2 separate regions of the Gasterosteus aculeatus genome follow, and region 2 is linked to region 1. Evidence: chromatin contacts called from public Hi-C data. All regions are on one chromosome and are shown on one strand. Each heading gives the region's core, a stretch centred on a gene start, on an enhancer-like site or on the middle of the called end of the contact. The rest is flanking DNA. Distances are from core to core; before and after follow the strand shown.

The links. A called contact is a pair of places that touch in the nucleus more often than the background predicts.
Region 2: a contact with region 1 is called in a Hi-C map of skeletal muscle, with 2.0 times the contacts expected there. The contact joins two enhancer-like sites. A contact is called at or near these places in 2 of 6 Hi-C or Micro-C datasets (both in skeletal muscle).

The regions. Positions count from the first base shown.
Region 1 is chr1:7,418,046-7,424,068 of fGasAcu3.hap1.1, reverse strand. It overlaps dync2h1 (dynein cytoplasmic 2 heavy chain 1), which reads right to left. Exons shown (of 97, transcript XM_078098449.1): 41 at 5,635-5,834; 42 at 5,328-5,459; 43 at 4,917-5,049; 44 at 4,613-4,820; 45 at 4,383-4,512; 46 at 3,961-4,116; 47 at 3,441-3,700; 48 at 2,136-2,382; 49 at 1,841-1,992; 50 at 1,468-1,612; 51 at 1,177-1,279. Among protein-coding and RNA genes, the nearest start is that of dync2h1, 24 kb to the right of the region's middle. Within about 2 kb of position 2,923, at least 1 of the 9 cell types and tissues checked has open chromatin away from gene starts, as enhancers often do.
Region 2 is chr1:7,481,715-7,487,737 of fGasAcu3.hap1.1, reverse strand. No RefSeq gene overlaps it. Among protein-coding and RNA genes, the nearest start is that of pdgfd, 47 kb to the left of the region's middle. Within about 2 kb of position 2,772, at least 3 of the 9 cell types and tissues checked have open chromatin away from gene starts, as enhancers often do.

The DNA of each region.
Region 1 (6,023 bases), core at 1,674-4,173:
CCAAAATCGTTGAAAGATACACAGTCACACTTCCTTTTGGCACAATTAAAACTTTAAACTAAAAGCCCTTTAAAACATTTGGGGGCACCCAAACCACAAGTTGTGGACAAATAATCCCCTTATAATACTGGAAAACTTGTCTTGATTACTAATGCATCCATCAGCTGCAGAGAACTATAAGGTTTCGTCTGGATATGTATATATGGTTTTATATTTTTAGGTGTGTTTTGATTTATACCAATTTCCAAGAGCAATTTCAGACCCTTCAGATGCTAATGCTCCACAACTTGCCTCTAACTGTCTGTCTGCCGTGCAGGTAGTGCACATAGCCGGCTGCTCTAGCCAAAAAACAACGTTACGAGAGTGGTTATGATGTGCTGTTAATAAACAGTGATCCCAATTTCACACTCAAACCACAACAACACAGTCAGAGAATATAAATGAGGCGAGGGCTTTTCACATACCAAAAGGAAGGTCAGCAGCAAGAGGGGAAAACAGGAAAGAAGAAGAGTGGGTTAAAAAATAATGAGCACTGGAAAACGTTTGTATTGAGACATGTTTTAATCATCATAACTAATGCTTGGTCTCGCTAGCACAGCAGGTACATATTGCACAAGGAGAGGAAGAGTCACAGAGAGATAGATGAAAGGACAGCAAAGGGAGAGGATGATAAAAGAGGGTGAGAGAGACAAGTGACAGAGAAGAAGTGAGTAAAGAGAGGAGAGATCTAATGAAGAAAAAGGTGAGAGTTGGAGACAGCGGCTCTAAACTAAAAGAACATTGACAAGAAACAAAGCCATATGGTGCTCTCATTTGTTTCTGGCATCAAAACTGACAGTTGGGAAGTTCCTGGGCTTGAAGTTCCTCGGCGGCAGCCAAATGATTGTATGTGAGGACTCAAAGGATATTTTTAGATAACCAGTGGGTCATTTGAACTTTCAATTTTTGTTTTCATACATTGATGGCTCTTTAAAGTTAAGTGAAAGTTCCTAACAGGCCGTAGGTCTGATTCTTTAAAGTTCCCACGTGGCAAAGGGATATCTTTACGGATATTGGTCCCATTGGACTTGTTCCCTAGCTAAGAAGGTTTGAGTGTCCCTAGTTATGACATGTATATCATTCCTGTCAAAAAGCGCTCTGACTCACCTATTAATGTGTATATGTATGTGTATTTACCTGCAGTGAGGTCATACCGCAACAGGCTAAGGACCCATTCTGTGAGGATACAGGGGGTAAACAAGTAGTGGCTGTGGTCATCCACTGTGAACTTGGCTTTCATCTGAAATAGATATAAATAGATGATCATACAACATATTTGAATGATCAAATTGACTGAATGACGTCCCATATGGCTGCTTTGAAGTTAATAAACTATGGATGGCACACGTGTGACTCATGTCATGTTCACACTTTCAATATATATGTTGCTAAAAATAAAATGAACTGACATCGTGCCCACGTCAATACCTGTTCATAGAGCTGCACAAGAGACCCAGCCAGCTGGTGTGTTTTCCCTGTGCTGGCCCAGGACGCCTGGGTGCCCAGGCTATGCTGGAGAACTGGCTGCAGGTATGCTGAGTAGATAGTCTGCAGCTGCTCCTTGTCTGGATAGCTAAATGCAGAGGCAAAGAGGCAGAGAAAGATGAAGGATGGGGAATAAAAAGAGAGGGAGTCAATGTCTGGGTTAGAGCTAGACAGGTCGGGAAATGGAGATATGAGGGAAACATGAGCATTTTGAAAAGCATTTTTTAAAGGACAGGTTAGCAAAATCCACGATGTAATTGCAGGCTGCACGGTAATGTATTAAGTAATATTTAACCTACACTTGTACCATACTTACTCTATAGTGCAGACACGTACTATAGAGGTGAAGCGAGAGGTGAGTGAATGGCTCCCTACGGCACCTCCTGTGGACATGGATGCCACCACCTGGATGTTCTCAAGACTCACCCACTCCAGATTCTCATCATAGAATCCCTTATATGTCAAAACCTTGGGAAAGAGACGGGGAGAAAGAGAGAGAGAGAGAGAGAGAGAGAGAGAGATCAGACATATCAGAGAGTATCATCCATTCTTCAGTCACTACATTGCTCACTAAATTGTCTATTTGTGTTTTCATTCATGTGTCCCTTTACCTGTTGCAGGAAGGAGGTGAGGTTGCTTGTCCCCCATTTGTCAGGTTTGGGCAGGTTGATGTCTTTTAGGTAGAGCACCAGATTCTCGCAGTCTTTGGGCCGAAAAACTCGACCGGTGTTTGAGCTGAGCAACAGACAGGTCTGACCAAGCTTCTGCAACACGTGGCGAGATGACGTCTGAGCACTGCAGTGAACTACGGCAACTTGGGTGGATCGCAGCCGAGAGAAGGCGTAACGCAGGAGCATCCTAGACAGAAAATAATGAATTACAAAAAAAAGGTCAAGAAATGCATCATTTAAGAAGATGTGGCCATACACGTTCTAACAACGGCAGCCAAATTGGTAATTGCTGTGCCTCTTGTACGTGTCATATATGCTGAGGATAGTTCCAGGACTACAGGGTATTATGAGAGGAAGAAATGAGTGTTGGTGCTGCATTTGACACGAAGGTCGCCTGGGATCTCGAGAACAATGTTTGTCAGAACAGACCCGAAGGCAAAGGGAGACATTTGGTGGGTGCACACAGAAAGAGAAAATAATTGGGAAGTAAATCATATGCGGGTTTGCTCTTTCCATGTTTGTAAAATGATTATATGTTCTTTTGTCTTCTGATAAGCCTGAAGAACTCCTCATTGCCTCAGTGACCTTTCAGACGAGAGTGAGGCAAGACAAGAGACCAAAAGAGGCATTGAGGGAGTTTCTACTGCAGTGAGTGTAAAAGGCAAACTCAGTGAGCCTTGTTCCTCAAACCCCTGGGGAGGGAAGCGGTTACTTCTGAGGCAACGACTCTATGTGTAGACACACCCGCCAGTGCACATATACCACACAAACATGAACTACGCAGATTCTGACTCGTCAGTGCCTTTGCACGAAAGGTCTTGAATTTCATGCGGCTTTGATATCAGTGTTGCTTGGATCATTGTTGAGTGTAACCATTTGAGAGCATCTGACTCATTATTTATAATCCTTCTGTTGTGACCTCACTGACCCTTTTTCTATACACAGACACATTAGACACAGTAGATTTGACTGGAATATTGTCTGTTTAAAATATTTAAAGCGACTGACACCCCGTAAATGATATGAAACAATCGTGCTTTTAAATGAGTGAATGTGAGATTACTAAATAGTTAATCCGCAAATCAGTGAGATGTGCGAACACTACATCACATACAAACATGACATAAATACATATTCAGTACATATTGTCTCCATACACCGTACAAAATATTGCATGTGTGTGTGTGCCTCCTCCGTGTGACTACTGCATACTGAGGTTTGTGCTCTGCACTTGTTTGTAATTACCCCTTTCCGCAGCCCTCCGGCCCCACCACCATGAAGGGCTGCCTGTGCGGAGCTGTGAGCCACGGGGAGAAGCAGTGCAGACCTCTTTGCATGTCTGGAGTCTCAATAACCGGTAGTGTGCGCGTATGAGAGAGCTGCTCCAGCGAGAGACCCTCGGGACGGTGGAACGCGTAGGCTGCTAGATGGCCGCTCTCAGAGTCATAGTAGGTATCTAGTGGTTTCTTGGTGTCCGGTGGGCTTTCCCTTGCCCAGCTCAGCAACTGCAGAAGTACACAGATACAAGGGGAACCATTCACATCAGCACTGATCTTTCCGAGTAGTGGCATTACAGACGTTCCGCACCAGGTGCATATCCCGTGTAAGTGCTTGAATGATGACTCATCGCTATTTCTTTTCAGTAATAACTAAGAACTCTTACTGTGAAAAAAGTACATATTTAAGTTTGAGCCATGGATACAATTTAAATACTCAAACTAAGGCCACCATCTGTCCACATAAAAAAAAACTCAGGGGTCCTCACCTCTTTGGCAAACTCCTGTCTTGTTTTGAGGTTGAGGTTTCCTCCCAAACCTCGAAGGAGACCAACGATGAACTGACCTCTCTCTGTAACAGCACTTAGGTGGGAGAGACCGTTGAAGACTGTACCCACCAGACTAGTCTCCACCACAAAGTCATTCTGATGAAAAGTGAGAAGAAGAGAAGGGGGAATACAACTTTGAATAAAACATTTGATTAAATTAACGAATGAATTAAAAAAAACAAATGGTTCCTTCACAGGATATGATAACTTGAACCTGGCAAAAGTGTTTTGGGGGAATTAAATCTATGATGATAAACACTGGTCAGTATATGTTAAGGTCATTCATATCTAGGTTTTTTTTTAATTCACCATAATGACACCGTTTGATTTTTAAACCAGTGTGAGGAACTATGATAGTTTACCTGTTTGAGGACCCAGTCCAGGGCTCGTTGGAAGTAGTCTCCCAGCCAGTTTTCTAGGTTAGTGCAACACTCCGCTGGTTGACCCCTCAACCACGATTTAAGCAGGGCACCCACATCAATGTCCTCGTCACTAAAGTTAAGAGTGAAGGAACGGGAGACGAAAAAAAACAGTAAGACAAGCTAGTTGGAATTTGGTGCACTTGAAACCCGGAGGGCATCTGCTGACTGACCTGAGAAAGATCATTCCCATGCGGGATATGGTGGCTGGGGAGGCACAGCTAAGGTCATGAGTCTCAAACAGGAAGTTGACATTGGGTCCGAATTGGATGCGTTCACCACTTGGCATGGTTAACAGCCGGTTATCATCGAGCACAGAGTTCAAACTCTCGATCCATTCTGGGTCAATGTCACCGTCGCACACGATCCACGAACTCACCCCTAGAAGATACAAAAACACATGTAGGTGTACATTCTAAGGACATGCTGTACATTCAGAACATCAGTACATCCACATGATTGCTGTCTCTTTCCTACCCTGTGGTTCTCTGACCACATTCCTGGCACTATGTGTGAGGACGCCATCAGCCCATTCTCTGGTGTCCATGTCTATATGTCCCAGCAACTGCTGTCTGGGCATGGCCTTGGGATTCATTGTATACTGCTTCACCTACAAAAATACAACATTAAAAAGAGAGAAAACACAATTTAGGAAGATGTTTTTAACTGGCCCATGAAGTCTGGAATAATTGTATTGAGTGTGAATGTGAGATAACTAAATAGTTAATCAGCAAATCAGTGAGATGTGCGATGTAAAATTCTCAATATTGTTAAAACCTAAATCGTACTAAATGATAAATAACAGCATTTCGAATGATTTTGAGGTTTCATATAAAACGCGGTGTTCACAGTACTCCTTGCACTGGTTGGAATTTGTCTCCTACTCACCACTTTGCCCGTCTTGCTGAGTGCAGCTCTAAGCATCCTCCAGAGCGTAGACTTTCCTGCTCCACTTGGACCTACAATGACTACGCCCATGCGTTGTCTCAGCTGTTCATTCAGCTCCAATGCCTTCTTCAGCTGGAAAAAAATATTCAATTAATAGCAACCTCTTAATAAACTATCCACCCGCTGTGTCTCAGTTTTAATGTTACATCCTTTTTGCAGCATAGAGTGATCCCAAACGCTGACAGAGGATCGGGTCACATCATTTATCATGATAATAATATTTGTATAGTTGTTTGTACAGACAGACCTGGCTGGGTATAAGTTCCATCCGTGCCTCCTTGAAGACTTGTTCCAGTGCATGCATCAGAATCTGGTCCTCCACATCGGTGAAAATAACCCCAGAGAAGACATCTCTGACCAGAGCATCAAACCGGGAGATATCGGCAAATGTCAGCTTGGACATGGTATTCAGTCTCAATGCCTGCACCACCAGACTACTCTCCTCAACTGCAAGGAGACGGAGAAGATTGATAACCCTTGTACGTCATTTTTCTTTTGTTCTTCCACATGCCCCTTTATAAATGTGTTTTTTTATTCGTTTTTTTATTAACTAACCCTGTAATGATTTAAGAGTTGTCAATAACTAGCTTTTCTAAAAATGGTGGCCTTGCCTACAATGGTGGTGAGTTTTTTTCA
Region 2 (6,023 bases), core at 1,523-4,022, 64 kb before region 1:
AAGCAGCTTCAAGGCAAAGAAAATCTGACACGACTTCCCCATCTGGGTAAACAACCAGTATGAACCACTAACCTCGACACAACGCTCCGCTCCCACTAAACAAACGGCTTCACCGATCGGGATTCCCAGTCGGTGTCAGTTGTGCTGCAAAAGGCTTCATCACTTCATCATCGCTGTTGACAAAACAGGACACACAAATCACCTTAAACGCTTTGTGAATTAGTGCGCTCTGTTCTGCCAGCGAGACAAAAGAAATTTCCGCCACTCATCTGGTAAACAAGCCATCAGCTATTGTTTTTACTGGAACAAAGTCGTAATGAAATATTGTCGTGGAAACACAATATGTAAGGAAAGAGGGAGTGACACGGGCAAAAATACAACAATATAGTGCCCATAATATCAAAGTGGGAAAGATACTTTACAGAAAAGTCATTCAACATCTAAGATAGTGTGAAGAAGCTTGATTGTTACTTCATGTAAGCGTCGCTGGATGATGTGGAAAAGTGTTATTAGAAGCTCCGCAGCACGAGTTTGACCTCTATGGGTTAGTGGGTTTAAATTTTATTTACTTGAATGTGTGTATTTTAGTGCGAAACACGGTCTGTAATCACAGAAGCAGACAGCACTGTGTGTGTGTGTGTGTGTGTGTGTGTTTGAAAGCAGACGCCCACAGGCATGTTATCTGCAGTATGAAAGGAAGACTGTTCTCTGACGCTTCGGTCTGACGGCCATAACTCACAATAACTACACAGATACAGACCCACAAAGCAGATACTGTGTGTGGATAATGTGTGCGATCACAGAAGCGAAGTGAACACGCGATGACAAACACACAGACACACAATGTTGCTAAATAAAGTCCAGACTGCCCCGGATGCTGCTAAGCTCCATAATTTATAGCGAGTGTCTGTGAACGTCTGACCCGTTTTTGATGATATTGGTAGAAACTTCCAGACCATATTATGAATAAATTAATAAAAAAATTTAACCCATGACTTTTTTTCTATATTTTTGCCCGGGGAACAATTAGGGGGTTAGGTGTGTTGCTGAAGGACACTTCGACATGGGACACGGAGCAGCCGGGGCTGGAACCACCAACCTTGTGGTTCTCAGCGCACCTCAGCAAACCCCTGCGGCACCGTCGAGATAAAACCTGCAAAACCCAAGACAAATGTGTTGGGAGTCAATCATCAGTCAAACCGCCGTAAAACCAGAAGGTCATTCTCAGTTGTTTGAGCAGTAATAAAATATATATCAAAGAACATAATTGATGTTCCTTTAGAAAGGGCCCAGGGAGGAATAGGCCGGATCGAGAGGTGAGTTTGCAGCAACCAACACAAACTCAAAAATGTAGCTGAAACAAGGTGTTGAGAGGAATAGAAAGAGTGATTTTATACTTAAGCATATGTATTGATCGGCCCGCCGGGTGGGTCCAGTGCAGCGGTTGTTAGAATAACACTTTTCTATTGTGAGAATTACAGAGAGACATAAATCGCATTTCTGTAAAAGTAGCTGCTATTCCTTAAAAGTCCACTGGGGGTCGCACTCTGTGAGTGAGCTCATGCGTTAGACCGGGAACCCGATCGTTCCCCAACGCAGAGCCGGTAGATCGCCTGCCATTGAAAAAAATCACGTCAGGTCATCACGCATGCGCCGCCGCTTCTGACAGGCGAGCGTCTCGTGGCGTTTTTCTGATATCGCTCCCGGTATGCAGCGCTGTTGTTCCGTTTGGTTACCGCCACTGCTCGTGATTATTATGACGGCCATCGGCAACCCGGCCCAAATAAAATTCTCCAAACGCAACTTAAACTGGTTGTATTAGTAAGATAAACATACTATGCAAATGTGTCCAAAAATGGAAATTCCCAAGCAGACGTAGACGTCGAAGCACTGCCGGTTTAGTCATGCTCAGAGCCGGGCGTGGTTGACCTCGTTTTCAACATCAGTCCTGCCTACAATGAGCTCGAAACCACTTCAAAATAAAACAGAAATGTCCAGAAATTTCAGACAACTTTTTACGATGATTTATGTAACAACAACATTGGAACGATCATAGAGCACAAGCAGAGCGCGCTGATTAAAGTGATATAAGTATAATTTCCCTCAGACAAACCATGGCGAACTTTCAGTACAAAACCCATCAAGCCACGGAAGCGAAAAATAATGTCTTACCTTTGTTGTTTTTCACAGAATTGATGGTTTTTGCAATGAGGTCTGAGATTGTCACACATTAAAGCACTTACAGGGGTCCCCCACATTCATCACACACACATAAAGTATTTTCTTATTATTATTATTATTAGAGTTTTTATCATGCGTGTGCCATTTTCGGAGAAGAAGCCAAAAAAGAGGCTCGTCCATCAAGGGGTTAAGTCACAAGTCTGTGTAATGTAAACTGGATGTGAGGAGAAGCAGAGTGTGCGCGTGTGTGTTTGTTTGTGTGTGTGTGTAAGTATGAATATGTGGGGAGAAGTCTGGAGAGTGGTTTCAGGGGGGACTTGACTTCCTGGTTCACCAACAGCGAGGAAGCCCTCAGTCGTCAATGGCGGTCAAAGGGGAGCGCTGCAGAAGCGTCTTCTATCGGCGCCTCCTCCACGAATCCAATAACCTCCACCGATGCCTCGACGTTCACAAGAAGGGTTGCTTCTCCGGCCGCTCCTTTGGCACCAGATGTAGAGAAACTGGATAATCAATTTAGGCTCCTTCGTTTCACCCTCAGTCCTCTCGCTATCTCTCTCTCTCTCTCTCTCTCTGCCAGTCAGCTGAGTGTTTTTCCCTCCCCCAAGCGCACAGGTGTGATTATTTCCGGAACTTCCTAACCCCACCTGCTTTTCTTGAGGAGGTGGAAACGGGCCGGTAAAACGACACTAAAGAAACATGCATAGCTAAAAAACATACACCCATTCTGTCAATAGATCCAAGATGCTTCACACCGGCCCTTTAAGACATATATGGTGTTTGATGTATAATGCCCCTTAGTTACAAGATGCATCGTCCCTCTGCCGTGCTTTATGAAAAGTACAATTTAATCAGTGTAATAGTTTTACACAAGACCACATTGACACAATGTTTCTCACAGTATTTCCAACTTTGAATGGATCACAGATTTTGCCGGTTTTTCATTCAAGCAGTCCACCGTATTATCAGCATTCAAATGGAAATCAGAGCAGTGTCTGTTGATGTGCTTTAACATTAACCACCAACAATCTCTATGGGGGGGAAAGGGGAAACAACAAGAACAGATCATAATTAAAACAGCTGAAGATCACCAGGATAAACGGGATGAACGTGAATGGTTTTCTCTGCGGTGCCCACTTTGCATCATCTTAAATTTCCATCAGGGACCTCATGCTGTAATTGGACCAGTGAAAGCAAGATGGAGAAGGCAAGGGTCTGACTTGTGTGGGCAGGAGGAGTGTTAAAAAGCATTTTGGAGCTATTAACACCATTTCTGTCCCTTCACAGCCTCTAAAAGCAAAGCAGTCAGACGCCGTCGTGTTCGGCGCTGTGTACTCCAAGTGTGTATCTGTCTCCAACAGAATGAGGGACATGGTGTTGGATGAAGATGAGTCAACCTCGCACTCATCTCTTGAAGAAGCCCTCCTTTCGCTCTGCGGGTCCATCATCGTCGTCTCTCTTTTCTAAATTGTTAATATTCTCCCCATTTTCCATCTATTGGGGAAGGATTTATTTATCGTCTCTGCTGGTGTTTTCTCAAATGAATGAATTTTCTTCTCTCCTTTTCTCCATCTAGACATACGCCTCCCTCCCTCCATACCTTTCTCTACATTTCCCTTTCGTTGTCCTGGCTTCTGGGCCCAAACTCTGAGCTGCATTTCTGTGGGCTTTGCTTCTGAATTCATTCATGAATTCATTTTGCCAACATTTCCTTCCGTGGATAAACCGGTAATGACACATGGACCGAACCTATACAGAAAAATAATAGTGTGTAGAAATGCTTATTGTAATTGTCAAGTCTGGTTAGTATTTAGATGCTGGAGATACATTCACCTCATCGTCTACACTCACACTCCTCCGCACGCGCAATTTGTGCAGACTGCCTCGGTCTGTCTGCTTGGATGACTTCATCTTTACTAATGAAACGTGTTAGTGACAGAAACGCGGTACTAATCCGGCCCTGGCTGCAGCGCTTAGCAGAATTACGCACAAACAAATGAGCAGAGAGGCAAACGGACTAATAGGCATTCAAAAATACCGGAGACACTCTGTTGGATTGACACCAGGAGTCTTATGAGAGCTGGTCTGAAATAGTGTGTTATTTTTCCTTTCACAGTAAAATACAGTGAATTAGATTTATACAAGTTTGACGCTTCAAAGAATTTTCCCCATGAAATATTTGCCAAACCTCAAAGATTTTCTAGGCACGTACATCAGTTTTGTGTTCCTCAAGTCAGGCGATTGAGAAGAGTTACTCGGAGACGAGTCTGGATATCACCGCTGATGCAATGCTGACGTTATAGACGAAAGACAAAGATAACAATCGCTCCCATCTCGGACTAAAACCCATCGGAAGCATATTCAGAGAAAACTGGATACGAGTAGGCCCACAGATCCACAAACATCAATTCAGAACAATGACGTGTGAACTTGCATGCAGCAAGCAGTGGACAGACGCGCACATACGAGGCCAAACACACGATCCTCATGGCAAAGATAATGCAAGCTGTGATGCTGTTCAAATCCTCCACGGTTTTCATGATGTGCAGAGTTGAGTTTTAGGGCAGATGAAAACACGGTGCAATTAAGAGAGGTCTTATCTTTAATCATAGCCAATCAAACGATTTATTTTGCTTTTGTTCAGACGTAATGTTCCCAAGACGTTGTCACAACAGAGAGGTAACTGACTGTATCATGTGAGGTACTAACGCATCCCAACTTTTAGCGAATCTTGGAAGCAGCACAATCCACCAAACATTTCCTTAGACTCATAAAGAAAACAACATCTGTGTATTATGCTGTATATGGATGCTGCTATGTGGGATAACAGCAATACACAGTGAAATTAGGGAGTCAAATAGAGGATTTTTCTTATTTTTCTCCCGAGATTTTAGATTTTAGGTGAGAGTTGGCTGGCGTCGGACCACATGTGGCTTGAATCGGCAGCCATTCACTGCGTGATTGTTACCGACACTTTCCCGACTGTGCTTCTCCTCCCACGTATATGCAGCCAAGGTCACGATGAGTCATCGAAAAGCAAAGTGGATTCAGGAGAGGAAGAAAAATAAATGATAAAACTGAGGAAAATGCAGTTTTTCTGGGGTAGATCCACTGTGACGATGCTGTATGCATTGTGACAAACACAGACACACGTTTACCTCCCGATATCCAACAGTCCAAAACTCCACCACCAACCAAAGCCACTGCAGAGTCTAAAAGCCTGTACGGCCCTTCAGAGGCCACGCAACGAAAGCTCAGAGACGAGACGTCCTGCGTCCTTCATTAACACAAAAAAAGCTGCATATTTATTCATCCATTTATAAATGTACTTACTTACTACTGTTTTTTTTGGAGACCCCAATGGTGAGCCACAGAACACTACCAATATGAGCCTGAGCATGTGTATAATCCTTCCTGCCCTTATGTGTGTGAGTGTGTGTGTGGGATCCATGGTTTGTCTGAAGGGCCAGTAGACGGGGCCATGGTCATAAATTTGCCCAGCCGTAACCGCAGTGATTTGCAAGTTCAGAGAACCATAAACATCAGCACTGAGAGGCCCGCTGCCCTCAGAGGAGGCTGAATTAAGAGGCGAGTGTGCATCTGCGCGCGTTTGTGAGTGTCGAGTGTGTTTGTGTGCGTGCAGACCCGGTGTGTGCGTGTGTGTGTGTGTGTGTACGAGTTTGCTCAAGGGCATCCCTTGCAGGAGATGAGAGGCCGAGTTTTGTGATTGGCCGAAGGTCTGAGGGGTCATTAATCTACGCCGCTCCATTGGCTGTGACGGCCGAGGGGAGGAGTTAGTGCAGCTGGTCAGTTATCTGCTGTCAGCTTTCTAATATGGAACATAC